2 separate regions of the Mus musculus genome follow, and region 1 is linked to region 2. A link is a contact called in public HiChIP or PLAC-seq data. All regions are on one chromosome and are shown on one strand. Each heading gives the region's core, a stretch centred on a gene start, on an enhancer-like site or on the middle of the called end of the contact. The rest is flanking DNA. Distances are from core to core; before and after follow the strand shown.

The links. HiChIP or PLAC-seq counts read pairs in DNA pulled down with a chosen protein or histone mark.
Region 1: a contact with region 2 is called in a FOXA1 HiChIP or PLAC-seq map of pancreatic cancer cells. The contact joins the promoter of 4930546K05Rik here to the enhancer-like site in region 2. A contact is called at or near these places in 6 of 115 datasets of contacts at active chromatin or transcription factors (craniofacial prominence, embryonic basal ganglia, embryonic limb bud and 3 more) and 1 of 9 other capture datasets (embryonic stem cells).

Annotation. Positions count from the first base shown.
Region 1 is chr9:42,207,620-42,210,887 of GRCm38.p6, forward strand. 4930546K05Rik (RIKEN cDNA 4930546K05 gene) reads right to left here and starts at 1,612. Exons shown (of 7, transcript NR_040754.1): 1 at 1,534-1,612.
Region 2 is chr9:41,227,919-41,231,019 of GRCm38.p6, forward strand. No RefSeq gene overlaps it. Among named protein-coding and RNA genes, the nearest start is that of 1700063D05Rik, 23 kb to the left of the region's middle. RefSeq lists an enhancer at 1-2,627. Within about 2 kb of position 1,278, at least 215 of the 459 cell types and tissues checked have an H3K27ac peak or open chromatin away from gene starts, as enhancers often do. A contact at or near this core is called in craniofacial prominence, embryonic basal ganglia, embryonic limb bud and 1 more, where this site is marked.

The DNA of each region.
Region 1 (3,268 bases), core at 362-2,861, 980 kb after region 2:
ACCCGTTTCTGTTCTTTCTTTTTCTCTTTTACAATTTCAGCTGAACTGGTGGGTATCTGCTCACTCTTGTGGATGGTGGTCTCGGGACACTTTCAGGTTATTTTTAAAAAGGTGGGCACTCACTGAAAATGAGCAGTCTGCTTTTGTATTAATTTTGAAGACCATCTGTGATTGATTTACTAGAATGCTAATAATATTTTGCTTTCCTATATTTTCCTTCAAGAGCCTCCTAAATGTCTTCCCTAGCCTTATGCAATATGTATATGTATGTATATATGTATGTATATGTTTATGTGTATATGTGTGTATGTATGTATATATGTGTATATGTGTGTATATGCATGTGTGTTTATGTGTGTATGTATATACATATGTGTGTATGTTTATGTGTATATATGTGTCTGTATAGGTGTGTATATGTGCATGTGCATCTATATGTATATATGGCTATATTTGGATATGTAACTGTATATGCATATGTATGTGTGTATGTGTATATATGTTTATGTGTATATGTGTATATACATGTATATGTGGCTATATGTTTATATGTAACTGTATGTGTATGTGTGTGTATATGTTTATGTGCATATATGTGCATATGTATATATATGTCTCCATAGCTTGTCTGTAGAGGTCATTGTCACAGGTGGTACATGATGATAGGACTTCATGGTGGCTCCAGTTACAGGGAGCCAACCTTAGAAGCAAATGTTCTTCTTAAACCTAGTGTTGATGTGAGGGGTATCTTCTTCTAAACACGACTGTGCGTCAGCTTTGGGGATTTGTGTTCTGGGGTACCCTCTCTACCTCAGAAAGTAGAGTCAGAGAAGAAATGAATGACTGGGCTTCAGGGAAGCCATTAGGCAGCTACCGGTGAGTGTGGAGCCAGACACTGTGCTGAGGTCTCATTTTCTCCATGTCAGTGACTGTTGCACTGCTGTGACTGTGATACTGGACAGAAACTGCCCAAGGAAGGCAAGGTTTGCTTGAGCTCAGGATTCCTGAGAGTTTTAGCGCCCCACAGTGGGGAAGCCAAGGAAGAAACGCTCAGTCTGTGTCGGTGGGAGCATGTGGTGGGGCTCTCCACATCCGGGAGGATTAGAAGGCAGAACTCATGGTAGAACAAGCCAGGCCTAACCTTCAAAGGCCCACTCCAAGTGACTCACTTCCTGAAGTTTGGCTCCACCCTCTAAGGTTCCACAGTCTTCCACAATAGTTCTGCTGCTTAGAGAAGTGGGCCTGGGGAAGACATTGCACATGCGAATCATAGCATACTACATAGCAGTTCTGTGGGGAGGTGAGCATTAGAGCCCATCACAGATAAGAAAGCTATGGGTTAGAAAGGTAAACAACCTCTCGTTAGTATGAGGCCAGGATCTGAATGCAGATCATTTTATATAATAAATTGAATGCTTATACTAGGTACTGTAGTTTCTAGAAAGACATAGTTAGGAAGCATTTGGAAATTAATCTACCCCTGGAAGCAATCATCTTTTGAGTCAGAAGAACCATTTCCTGTCTCTAACCCACCTTCAGCTCCAGTCATAGGGCCCAGTTAGGGGCTCTTCTTGACACATTTTCAGTGAGCACTGAGGCTGAGAGGTTTTGTTGACTTAACTAGATCTAGAATCACCATGGAAACACACTTCTAGGTGTGTCGGGGGAGGGGGGGATTGTAATAGATTAGGTTGAGGTAGCAAGTTTCCCCGTAGATGCAGGCAGTTCCATTTCCTGGAGTCCTATAGAAGTGGGGAGCTAGCTAGCTGCTCATCAGCGTTCACCTGTCTCTGCTTCCACACTGGATCTACAATCTGGTCACCATGACCACCAGGTTCCTCCAGCATGATAGACAGCGTGATAGACCTGCCTGAAACTGTTATTCAGAAGAAACCCTTCACCTTGCTTTTTCGGTAACTTTGTTGCAGCAACAAGAAAACTTACCAATATGGTAGCTCTTGGTGTTAGCAGGAGCCTAACTGCTTAAAAGACTGAGAGGTTTGCCCAAATAAAGAACTTATCCCAAGGGCCTGAGCAGCCAGGAGGGTGATTCTAAGTAAACAGGTCTCTTAGCTCTGGGACTTTGTCATCTCACCGAACGAGAACATGGAATGAGTCACTTTGTGGTATCTTTCCACTCCTCTCTTGGCACCCCTGTCACATCCATGTGGTTCATTCAAGCAGCTTGTGAAAGTACCATTCTAGAACCATAGTTGAATGAACCACATACTTGGCGCTGTTTGTTTGGCTGGCCCACTTTCCCTTACACTACCACTTACAGCCATATCTCTGCATGGCCACCCACTACTGGCCTCCCTTCACCCTCCTATACCTACTGCCGAAGAGCAAGATGGGATCAGAGTCCCTTCTCAGGGAACAGAGCCTGACGGCTGGACCACTAACGTGTGAATTTGTGAGCCAGTTACAGATCAGGTCTTCAGATAGAAAAGAGGCGAGTTACAAAGATAGACACAGAGATGAGTCAGAAGCAGACTCTCTCCTTCTGCTTCTACTCTCCTGCCTCCGGCCCTTGTTTCCAGACGCATCCTGTTTGCCACTTTATAATGAAATTCTTTTGTTTTTCTGTAGACCTGCCTCTGGTTTCTGCACTAGCAACAGAGGATTTGGACTTTGTCTGAGCTTTGTGAGTTAGTGGCCTACCTTAACTTGTTCTTTGAAGTCCTGGTGTTAGGTCCATTTTCCCTGTAGGCAAATTAATTTTGCTCAGTCCAGAAGCAACAGTTTATCTCTGTATCTATTTTCACAAGGTGAGAGAGAGGCATGGATCAGCAGTGCTGGGAGATAAACAGCCGAAAAGCAAATGTACTGTAGAGAGCGAGCATCCATTATCCTGGATAGTGATCGATGGCTTGTTAGCTGACTGGTTTGGTTTTTTTTTTTTCTTTCTTTCTTTCTGCTTCCTGTCTGTGCAGCCTATAAACCTGAAGATGGGAGGAGAACAAATCTTGTACATAGAAGTAGTTGCTTTTCTTTATGTCTCCAGAAAGATGTTAGCTAAGAAGACAGAAAGTCTCTGCTGGTGTCAAATCAAATGGGAAGGAGAGTGAGCTGGAGTGAGAGAGAGCAGCTCAGAAGTGGGGGTGGGGGTGGGGGGTGAGATAACGTAGCTGCAGGCTCTTGGGGCCTGCATGCTGTATCAATATTTCAGAGCACAGTAGGGCTGTGGTCCCCAGCCTCCTCCTTTGGATTTCCTAAATGTAATGCACGGCAGGGAAGCAGCCATGTGGCACATGTATGCCTTTCCTAG
Region 2 (3,101 bases), core at 28-2,527:
AAGGATCACATGTGAAGGGCTCTATTCTCAACGCGACAGTCAACAGTCGAGCGAAGGGAAGATGACTGGTTCCTGAGGACTCGGAACTAATCTGTAGATCAGTCCATTCACAAGCTCATAATATGATGGGAGTTGGTAGAGATAGGAGGGAAGGCCACACTGGAGGAAGTAGCCTCTAATGATGTATTAGGAGATGTATTTTGTCTTTATTAAGTCCCTTCCCATCTCCTATCTGTCCCAAGGAGGGCCACTTTGCTCTTTGCCCTCATGTTCTGCCTCACCAAACACTGGACTGGAACCAACAGATACCAATGACAGTGGACAGAAAGATACAAATCTGTGGGCCAAAATAAACCCTTCCTCTCTTATGTCATTTCCTCAGGCATGTGTCATGGTGCTGCAGATGTGCCTGACACTCCCACACCCTTCCATCCTTCACCTAGAACTCTCAGCAGTGGAAGTCCCTACAACAGTGCTGTACCGTGTTGCTTCTCAAGCCGAATGCATTCAGCAGTATTGACGTCCTTGATACTATTTGGTTTTGAAGACAAAATCAATTCTGTTAGGAGGGATGATCTGGAAAGTGTCCCCAAGTGGCATGTTCTCATCTGACATCATCACACGAAGATTTTATCAGGCAGAGAGATGAAGAGGTCATTTCTAGCAGTGGAATTAACACAAGCCACTTGGGCACCAGGGCGGGGTCTGGAGTGGATTAAGAGCTGAGGGAGCTGTACTAAATAAATGATAGGCCATGGAGCTCAGATCGTGGGTTGGAAACTTGCCACTGGCTATCTCTGCAGGATTGCTTGGATTCAGCAACTATGGAGTCCATCACCGTCGTCGTCGTCCTAGACGCTGTTTACAAGAGAAATCGTGTCCTATTGTAGACTGTCTTCTATGAGGACAGGAATATTCTGAGACGTTGCAGATTTTTTTTGTCTCCCGGCTCTGCCACTGGAGGTCACTGTTGTACCATCGAAATGAGTGAGAAGCCCCGCCTGATACCCTTTTGAAGTTGGCTTCCGCCAGGAGTGAATACAATACCCTCTGGGTAGCTAGGAAGTCCCGAGGTGCAGGCTTCTCCCTGGCTTCGTGGAAAAGTGGCCTGGTGACCTGCAAAAAATGACTTCGGAAGAGCGATGTCCGTCTGGAGAGGGACTGCGGGTGGGAGAGCGGTGCTGGGAGGGAGACGTCTGTATCGCATTAGTCTGCGTCTGGCGGGGAGGGGCTGGAGGCCCTGGCGGGTCAAGGCAACTGCTCCCTGCTGCTTTCTGGCGCGAATGTGGAATCTGGTAGTGATTAGAGAAGGTTATTGTCTTGGGAGTGCAGGGAGATCGGTAGTAATACTGCTTTGAGCGTTTCTGACCCCATCTTAGAAGGCCTCTCCCACGACTCTCCTGCTGGGCTCTGATTTTAGAGCCACTAAGCAAAGAAAGACAAGGAAAACTGAGGCCTATTCCTTAAGCCTATCCACTCCCCGGGGCTTACAGGGGACACTCCAGGAGGAGCACAGATGAGAACACACATCCCTAGACAGAAAACCCCAAGTAAGCCTCTATTTTTCTTAGCCCTCCTTCCTGTGGAGTGAATATCATTTGGTCCATTTGTTATGAGAAGAAACAGAGACTTGGAACTGACATTTGAACCCGAGTCTTTTGAAATATAAAGAGAATGGATGGTAAAATAACTACTTGTGGTTACTGGCTAAGAATTCTGCCCTTGAAAATTTGGAGAAAGAGCTCCTCCCTGTGCAGCTTCGACAATAACCCACTTCAAGGCGAGCTGAAGCCAGGGTACCTTTTGGCGGCACCTTTTTCTTCTTCTTTTTCTTCTCTCCTTCACTTTCTCCCCATCTCTTCCCCTGGGTTTCACTGCATACCTCAGGTTGACCCTATCCCTTCTCTTCTCCCCACGTGCTGGGATCTGACGGTCGGGCTACTCCTAGATCAGAGTGGCTCTCTAATAAGTCATAATCTGTTTATAGCCATTCATAAAAGCAGAGTGCTTCTGTGCACATTAGCTAATTTGGCTCTTATAATAACTGTCTTATCCCCATTGCCGTAGACAAAGAATCTGAGACGCTGAGGAATTAATTTGCCGAAGGTGCTACAGTCAATGATGAAATTCAACCTCGGATCTTTTTGCTCTAAATACAGCACCCACTGCCCATCACCCATTGCCCGATACCAGTTAGTCTCCAGGTAAATATTGGGTGATGGAGTGATGCTGTGTATAATCTAGCTAGCAATAAACTGATCTTAAGTTTAGGTAGCATTTTATCTCCGAAGATGGTGCTCCAACCCAGGAAGATTACACTGGAGACCCTGCCTCAAGGGGACGGAAGACTTCTGAAAGTTGTCCTCTGACTTCCGCATGAGCGCTGAGGTGCATGAACACACACGCGTGCGCACACAAACACACACACACACACACACACACGCATACAGACACACACAGACACACATATGTGTGTGCACACACACAACTCATGCACGCATGCAAGAATGCACGCAGTATACCCATAACCACACATACACGCAGGCATGTGCACATATGCATGCGTATACATTTATTGTGTGTGGATGAGTGCTCCCATGCCATGACTGGCATGTAAGGGTCAGAGGGCAGCTTGTAACTGGACTCAAATAAATTTCTAAAACTTTTTAAAAGGGTGAAGATTACAATTTATCTATCTATGTATCTATCTATGTATCTATCTATGTATCTATCTATGTATCTGTCTATGTATCTATCTATGTATCTATCTATGTATCTATCTATGTATCTATGTATCTATGTATCTATGTATCTATGTATCTATGTATCTATCTATCTATCTATCTATCTATCTATCTATCTATCTATCTATCTATCTATCTTGCAGTTCACACAGCTCTGGGGTGATTAATACATCTTCTTCCTGTTCCAGAGGTACCAGATTTAGAAAATAAGAACCCAGAACTCCTAAAATTAGATTTCTTATGGGGTTATTGAGACATGTATGCTAACAAGCCAACTGTTTATCGGAAATGTAAATGTATCTGACCATTGTGCGCTTTCATCTGTCGACTGTACCCTGTCTCCAAAGAGAGAAAGCT